Linked DNA regions of Mus musculus: region 1 is linked to region 2. The links are chromatin contacts, called in public Hi-C maps. All regions are on one chromosome and are shown on one strand. The core of a region is the stretch at or near the end of the contact, and the rest is flanking DNA. Distances in the headings are between cores, read along the strand shown. Region 1 overlaps Pelp1 (proline, glutamic acid and leucine rich protein 1). Region 2 holds the start of Alox12e (arachidonate lipoxygenase, epidermal).

Region 1 (4,141 bases), core at 496-2,995, 74 kb before region 2:
CTGCCCTTCTGCAGCTGGCCTGCGAGTGTTACTCCAGGTTGCCCTCGTTAGGTGCTGGCTTTTCCCAGGGACTGAAGCACACAGAGAACTGGGAACAGGAGCTGCACAGCCTGCTGACCTCACTGCACAGCTTACTGGGGTCCCTGTTTGAGGAAACAGAGCCTGGTAGGGAACAGGGCTGTAGTCTGGAGATGGGTTGGAGAGCGTGGCAGGAGGGAACAAGTGTGGTCCACAGAGGCCGGGCAGTGGGTTTCTGGGTGACATGGATGAGAACATAAGTGGGTAATCTAGCATAAATGAAAGAGTGGGGGCTGGAGAGGGGTTCAGTGGTGAAGGACACTGGCTGTTCTTCCAGAGGACTGGGAATTGATTCTCAGCACCCACATGGCAGCTCGTACAAAGGGAAAAGGAGGGATGGGAGAAAGGCAGAGTGTATAGGTGGTTGTATTGCTGCCCAGCTCCTGTGCAGAGTGAAGGCCCTGGAATAGAGATGCTGCTTTCCCACTCAGAAGATGGTAACACCCATGTCCTCCTCCAGCTTCGGCAGAGGTTTTCAGGCCTGGCCCGTTGCCTGGGGCTCATGCTCAGGTGTGTGGCTATTGAAGGGAACGGGCTTGGGGCTGGAAGGTGCGGTGGGTGTGTGGAGTCAGCTAGGGTGACTGCTCTGAGGGTCTCTTTGTTCTGGTTCTCTAGCTCTGAGTTTGGGGCTCCTGTGTCCGTTCCTGTGCAGGAAATCCTGGACCTCATCTGCCGGATCCTTGGTATCAGTAGCAAGAATATTGTGAGTGGATTTTGCCTTCCTTTGCATTGTAGTCTTGCTTAAGACCCTGGCCACTTGGACAATACCCAGCTGTCATCTCTGAAAGTGTCCCTGAGGCATATGCAAGTGTCGTGGACTCCCTCACACAGGGTAGAGCCACCTGTGGTCAGGGCAGACAGTGCTGGTTGGGGATGAGCCAAGGCGTCGTTAAAGGGCTCACTCATGGTCAAGCTCTCCTACAGGATGGGAGATGGGAGATGGGCTTGGGTTGAGCTGGGCCAGGGAGTTGGTTCATGTTATATAATCTGATATACCTGCTATGTTTCTGTCTTTCTTTTCCATCTTACTGTTGCTGAATTTCCTCCAGAACTTGCTTGGAGATGGTCCCCTCAGGTTGCTGCTGCTGCCTTCTCTGCACCTTGAGGCCTTGGACTTGCTCTCTGCCCTGATCCTTGCGTAAGTAAACTTGGTCATGGTGTGGAGAAGGGAACGAACATACTGGAAATGAAGGCCACCGTTCCGTCCTCTGCCCCTAGGTGTGGAAGTCGACTTTTGCGTTTTGGTGCCCTGATCAGCCGGCTGCTTCCCCAGGTTCTCAATGCCTGGAGCACTGGGAGGGATACTCTAGCTCCAGGCCAGGAGAGGCCTTACAGGTGATTGTCCACGAGGGCGGATAGAGTGGAGAGGGTGGATGAGAACATCAGGGGCCCCGGGGCTCTGGCATGTCAGCTCTCGTTCATACCCTGCTTTCCTTATTCCTTCTCCAGCACCATTCGGACCAAAGTGTATGCTATCTTAGAGCTATGGGTGCAGGTTTGTGGGGCCTCAGCAGGTATGCTTCAGGGAGGAGCCTCTGGAGAAGCCTTGCTCACCCACCTGCTCAGTGACATCTCCCCTCCAGCTGATGCTCTTAAGGTTAGTGAGACCTTGGCTCCTGTTCCCCTGGCTCCTGTGCCTATTTCCTGACTGACTGTCCTGACTTCCTGTTTGCCTGTACATGTGACTGTGTTTCCTTTTACCACAAGCTATGCAGTACCAGGGGAAGCTCTGATGGAGGTTTGCAAAGTGGGAAGCCAAGTGCTCCTAAGAAGCTCAAGCTCGATATGGGGGAAGCTTTGGCTCCACCCAGCCAAAGGAAAGGAGATAGGAATGCCAACAGTGACGTGTGCGCAGCTGCACTGAGAGGTGGGTTGGTGTGAGCTGGTCAGCCAGTCGGCAGAGTAGAGCACATAGGCGCAGAGGCAGCCGTGCAACCTTGAGAGCATTCTGCCCTGCTTTTAGTTTGGGGATCTGGTAGTTTCTTCTGATCTTCCAAGATCTCAGTTTAATTTAGTCAAGCACTTTACATATGCGCTGTGTGTGGCAGGGACAGTATGAGCACTTGTGGGTGGGAATCCAGGGATCCATGCCAGTGGGGTTCATGTGCAGGGTAGAGCAGGATGCTGGTGGGGATTCCCTGCATCTAATGCATCTGCGAATGGAGCCAGAGTTAGTGGATGCCGTGATGTTAGGTGACTCTCCTTCGGGTAGTCTTACTACCTGCTATCTCTCTCATTGTCCAAGGTGAGGCCAGTCCTCCTCAGTGTATACATGTAGTAAATTACCAGCATTATCTATCATCCCCATTTTATACTGGGGGAAGAAACTGAGGGTAAATGCCTTGCCCAGGGTAGACAGTAACAGAACTGGATGCTCCCTGCTAGGCTGTGTGCCCTTGCCTTCCTGTCTGCCTTTGACACACCATTCTCTTCTCAGGCCTCAGTCGGACCATCCTTATGTGCGGGCCTCTCATCAAGGAGGAGACTCACAGGGTTAGTTAGTAGGGACCGATCCTGATGGAGGGGAGGGGCCACTGTTCTGTGCATTGGGAGTGTTTACCCCAAAGGTGGATCCACTGAAAGCTGGGAACGAGGCACTGGCTTTGAAGGTGATGTTTCTAGACTCACACTATTTTCTTTTCAGAGACTTCATGATCTAGTCCTGCCCCTGGTCATGAGTGTCCAGCAGGGTGAGGTCCTGGGCAGCTCTCCTTACAACAGTTCCTGCTGTCGCCTCGGGCTCTACCGCCTGCTGCTGGCTTTATTGCTGGCACCTTCCCCTCGGTGCCCTCCTCCTCTTGCCTGTGCCCTGAAAGCTTTCTCTCTTGGCCAATGGGAAGATAGTCTTGAGGTAATTGCTGACTTGAGTCAGATCTGATCCTGGGTTCTCTTGTTCTGATGCTTGCTTCGTGAGACCCTGTGTTCCTGACATTCTTGCCTCTCCTTCCTTCCTTTCTCAGGTCTCCTCTTTTTGCTCAGAAGCTCTGGTGACCTGTGCTGCTCTGACACACCCCCGAGTACCTCCTCTACAGAGCTCAGGCCCTGCCTGCCCCACTCCTGCCCCCGTCCCTCCTCCTGAGGCCCCATCTTCATTCAGGGCCCCGGCCTTCCATCCTCCAGGCCCCATGCCCTCCATAGGTGCTGTGCCATCCACAGGCCCATTACCCTCAGCAGGCCCCATTCCCACAGTAGGCTCTATGGCGTCCACAGGCCAAGTGCCCTCTCGCCCTGGACCTCCAGCAACAGCCAACCATTTAGGCCTCTCTGTCCCAGGCCTGGTATCTGTTCCACCCAGGCTCCTTCCTGGCCCTGAAAACCACCGTGCAGGCTCCGGTGAGGATCCTGTCCTTGCTCCTAGTGGGACCCCTCCGCCTAGCATACCTCCAGATGAAACTTTTGGGGGGAGAGTACCTAGGCCAGCCTTTGTCCACTACGATAAGGAGGAGGCATCTGATGTAGAGATCTCCTTGGAAAGCGACTCTGATGACAGTGTGGTGATTGTACCTGAGGGGCTTCCCTCCCTGCCACCTGCACCACCCTCAGGCACTCCTCCCCCTGCGGCTCCTGCCGGCCCACCAACAGCCTCACCTCCTGTGCCAGCTAAGGAGGATTCTGAAGAACTGCCTGCAACCCCAGGGCCTCCACCCCCACCCCCACCCCCACCCCCACCGGCCTCTGGTCCTGTGACACTTCCTCCACCCCAGCTGGTCCCTGAAGGGACTCCTGGAGGGGGAGGACCCACAGCCATGGAAGAAGATTTGACAGTTATTAATATCAACAGCAGTGATGAAGAGGAGGAGGAGGAAGAGGAAGAGGAGGAAGAAGATGAAGATGAGGAAGAAGAAGACTTTGAGGAAGAGGAAGAAGATGAAGAAGAATATTTTGAAGAGGAAGAAGAGGAAGAAGAGTTTGAGGAGGAATTTGAGGAGGAAGAAGGTGAATTAGAAGAGGAAGAAGAAGAGGAGGAAGAAGAGTTAGATGAGGTAGAAGATGTGGAGTTTGGTTCAGCAGGGGAGGTGGAAGAAGGTGGACCTCCACCCCCAACACTGCCACCTGCTCTGCC
Region 2 (3,902 bases), core at 330-2,829:
TTTAAAAAGCCCTGCCATGATACTGATGCGAAGTAGCCAAGATAACTGTTTAAAAAATAAAAAGCCAGGCATGGTGGCACAAGCCTTTAATTCCAGCACCCAGGGGCAGAGGCAGAGGCAGAGGCAGAGGCAGAGGCAGAGGCAGAGGCAGAGGCAGAGGCAGAGGCAGAGGCAGAGGCAGAGGCAGAGGCAGAGGCAGAGGCAGAGGCAGAGGCAGAGGCAGAGGCAGATGGATCTCTCTGAGTTCAAGACCAGCCTGGTCTACAGAGTGAGTTCCAGGACAACCAGGGCTGTCTCAGCTCTCCTGGGAAGGGCGAGTGCAGGACCACAACTGGGCTCACAGAGACCTGGGGACCTGGGACTCTGCAGGGGTCCTGGAGTGAAAGGAACACAAGAAAGGGGTTGGGCCTGTCTCCAAAAACAAACAACAAGAAAGGCTGAGGGAAAACTGGTAAAGAACTAGACAAGTTGCATTTAGTGTTTGTTCTGCAAGATCCTTCAAGCACCCGCTCCACTATAAACTAATGGCAAGTCCGTGTCCTCCCCCCCCCCCCCCCCCCGTTTGTCTGAGAAAGTACATCTATACTTTTAGATTCAGGTCTCAGTCGCATGTTTTTTTGTTTTGTTTTGTTTTGTTTTGTTGTTTTTGTTTTTGTTTTTGTTTTTTTCGAGACAGGGTTTCTCTGTGAAGCCCTGGCTATCCTGGCACTCACTTTGTAGACCAGGCTGGCCTCGAACTCAGAAATCCGCCTGCCTCTGCCTCCCGAGTGCTGGGATTAAAGGCGTGCACCACGCCCGGCTCTCAGCCGCATGTTTTGACGGACTCTTCGACCACGAGGCAAGGGATCAGTTAGTTAAGTAGTTAGCTCTTAAGCAAAATCCATTGTGGATTCAGGGACTTTTGTCCACAGGAGCACAGGAGCACCTGGACAGAGGCAGGAGTGTCACAGGACAGAGAGGTATACCCCTGTACTCGCTCTGAGGAGGAAGGGGGGCCGAACTCTGGGAGATGTGGTGGGAAGACTTAGTCCTGAAGAGAGTCCTCTCTCCTGTTCCTTTCCCTGTCCCCTTCCCTGCAGTTTGTCCACAGTATGGGTGCTCAGCCTAAAGCTTTGTCTTCAAAGATCAGGTTTCAGGGAGGTCCAATGGAAACTTCCAGACTATAGGGAAATTCCAAACTCCCTCCTCGGGCTCTCCAGTTTGAACAATGAACACCTCTACTGCACCTGTCCTCAACAAAAACAACAACAAAACTCTTTGGTCCTTGCCAAGATGCTAAGCTCACTTCCACGGAAAAGCGCGCCCCACCCAAAGCCTTTCTACTGCTGTCATCACTGCCTGCTGCGCTTTTTTTTTCCACTAAAATTGGGTGGGCGTGAGACTTAGCTAGCTGATGTGCTTAGCTCAGGGCTGGGCATGAAGCCCTTGCCAAGAAAACAAGGTAGGGATGCATTTTTGGAAACTGCTGGCAAACCATCTAGAGACAGTGAAGGTGAGAATCAGATACCTGCTCCTTAGTTGGGGAGGGACCTGAGTGGGCGGGGGCAATTCAAATACACCAAACTCTGGTCTAGGTGTGACTCTCTGGAGGCAGCCTCTCAGATCCTCTTAAGAGCAGTTTCCCCCCAGGTCCCTCTAGAGGATCAGCCGAGATGGTCAAGTACAAGATCCTCGTAGCCACTGGAGACTCGGTTTTTGCGGGCTCCGCCAACCTGGTGCATCTGTGGCTGGTGGGCGAGCATGGAGAGGCGGACCTTGGGAAGCAGCTGCGGCCACTGCTGGGAAGGGTGAGTGCCGGCCACTACGTGGGGCTCTCGCGGAGAACCGGGGATCTGAGACTCTGCAGGGGTTCTGGGAACTGTGGGGAGGGGAGGAAGCCTGATCCCAGAGAACCACTGAGAAGGTGATCCGGGAGTGATAGCAGGCGCAGGTGGGCTGGCTGCGAGAAAAGGGGACAGAGAAAGGAATAGGAGAGAGGGGCTGGGCAGAAAGAGGGGGCGGGGATGAGACAACACTGGGGAGCGCTGCAGGTGCACAGAGGAGCCTGGAGCCCAGCAGAGCGCCCCGCTCCTTCCTCGACGCCACTCGGTTCAGGTCTCTTTCCTTGAGTGCTTCTTAGAAGGGCAATTGGAGCCAAAGCCAAGCTTCTCCGAGGGCTCACTGACACTGCTGCCCACACGGAGGACCCCAGACTTGCTTAGGAGCTGTGTCCTATCCCACAGAAGACAGAGCTGGAGGTCGACGTCCCCTTGCATCTAGGGCGCCTCCTGGCGGTGAAGCTGCGCAAACAGAAAGGCCTATTGGATTCTGACTGGTTCTGCAAGAGCATCACTGTGCAGGGCCCTGGGACCCAAGGAGAAGCCTTTTTCCCCTGCTACAGTTGGGTGCAGGGCAAGGAGACTATCTGCCTAACCGAGGGCACTGGTGAGGACTCTGGCGGTGCCGCTGAAGGATGCAGGAGGTCGTTGGGCTTGTTATGAAATAAATTACAGAAAAGATTAGAGATAGAGGGGAGCGGGGGAGACGAGAAAGGATGAGATGGAGGGCACAGAGCGGTGCCCTAAGAGGACACACTTTTGTGTCTGCTTCTTCCAGCCCTGAAGGTAACTGATGACACTCAGAACCTGTTTAGGAAGTATCGAGAGCAGGAGCTGGAGAACAGAAGGAATGTGTATCGGTGAGTTCAAGAAAACTGTCGATCGCCCTCTAGAGCCTCCAAACCCACTGTCTCACGTAAGGCTCCGTATCTGTTCCCCAGGTGGGGCTCCTGGAAGGAGGGATTAATCCTGCCTATAGCAGGGAGTACTGAACGGGACCTCCCCCGGAACCAGAGATTCATGAAGGATAAGGATTTAGATTTTTCCCTCTCTCTGGTCAAAGAGTGAGTACTTGGTTGAGTTTGCGCAGTTTCGCCTTAAGCTGTAAGGTGGGCTCTTTCTTGATCTTCTTGCACGGTGTTCTTTGCACAGGTTGAAGAACTTTGCTATTAAGGGGACTCTAGATTTTGTAAGTCGTGTACAAAAGCTGGAAGATTACCAGAAAGTATTCCCACATACAAAGACTGCTCTGCCTGGTCAGTGACCACAATTTCCTAAAGTCTCTTTAATCAGAATTCCAACCCAGCTATCCGAGAGAACTGGGGAGAGAGGGCAGGAGATGATGGGTTGGCTGGAGGGCACGTTTAGAGCTCACACTGTGTTCTCAACGGATGTCTTCAGAGCGGGTCCGTGGTTCCTGGAAGGAAGATGCTCTCTTTGGGTACCAGTTCCTCAACGGTGCAAACCCCATGCTCCTGAGGCGGTCCATGCGCCTTCCAGCCCGGCTGGTCCTGCCTCCAGGGATGGAAGACGTACAGACCCAGCTGGAGAAGGAGCTCAAGGTGCTGAGCTGCCTCTGTTTAGCTTATGCACCCAACCCCATCCCCATGGTTCTGACCGATTTCTTTCCCTTTCCTTGCTTCCTTCCCCCCCACCTCTCCTTGTGTGACTCCATCATCAATACCCTCCTTTATCTGCATTTAGGATTTCTTTTCTTAGATCATTTTTTAAGGTTAGCATACAAAATGGTGACAGGTTTCATCATCACTTGGAGTTTCTCAACTTTGGAGCTATGCCATGGTTGTGACCTATATAATTCTTTCTTTTAGGGTGTTCCCCTGTATAGTAATGTCCTAGTAATATCTCCTGCCTCTTACCTATTAGATGTCAGTAGTACATCTTTTGTGACAACCAAAAATATTGCCAAATGGTGGCGGGCTGTGTGAGGGGGGTGGAGCAGAATTACCTGTGGCTGAAATTTGTAACTGATGTAGTCTTAGCTCCTTCACCCTTTAACAGGGAGGAGAGCCTCAGGGAGGCTCAAGCACCAACCCGTACACCCAGGGCATCAGTTCTGGGGAGATC

The links. A called contact is a pair of places that touch in the nucleus more often than the background predicts.
Region 1: a contact with region 2 is called in a Hi-C map of bone marrow-derived macrophages, with 49 read pairs. The contact joins the enhancer-like site here to the promoter of Alox12e in region 2. A contact is called at or near these places in 6 of 39 promoter capture datasets (the C10 cell line, the HPC-7 cell line, HPC-7-derived erythroid cells and 3 more), 3 of 15 datasets of contacts at CTCF or cohesin (embryonic stem cells, pro-B cells and stem cell-derived epiblast-like cells), 60 of 484 Hi-C or Micro-C datasets (B cells, the Ba/F3 cell line, the C10 cell line and 27 more), 11 of 115 datasets of contacts at active chromatin or transcription factors (bone marrow-derived dendritic cells, bone marrow-derived macrophages, embryonic stem cells and 1 more) and 5 of 9 other capture datasets (adipose tissue, embryonic stem cells, liver and 2 more).

Annotation. Positions count from the first base shown.
Region 1 is chr11:70,394,090-70,398,230 of GRCm38.p6, reverse strand. Pelp1 (proline, glutamic acid and leucine rich protein 1) reads left to right here. Exons shown (of 17, transcript NM_029231.4): 7 at 15-165; 8 at 459-588; 9 at 694-781; 10 at 1,128-1,216; 11 at 1,297-1,413; 12 at 1,528-1,675; 13 at 1,786-1,945; 14 at 2,516-2,571; 15 at 2,723-2,929; 16 at 3,039-4,141. Among named protein-coding and RNA genes, the nearest start is that of Pelp1, 14 kb to the left of the region's middle. Within about 2 kb of position 1,745, at least 14 of the 459 cell types and tissues checked have an H3K27ac peak or open chromatin away from gene starts, as enhancers often do. A contact at or near this core is called in bone marrow-derived macrophages, where this site is marked.
Region 2 is chr11:70,320,207-70,324,108 of GRCm38.p6, reverse strand. Alox12e (arachidonate lipoxygenase, epidermal) reads left to right here and starts at 1,579. Exons shown (of 14, transcript NM_145684.2): 1 at 1,579-1,787; 2 at 2,223-2,424; 3 at 2,596-2,677; 4 at 2,759-2,881; 5 at 2,970-3,073; 6 at 3,219-3,379. The coding sequence starts at 1,653.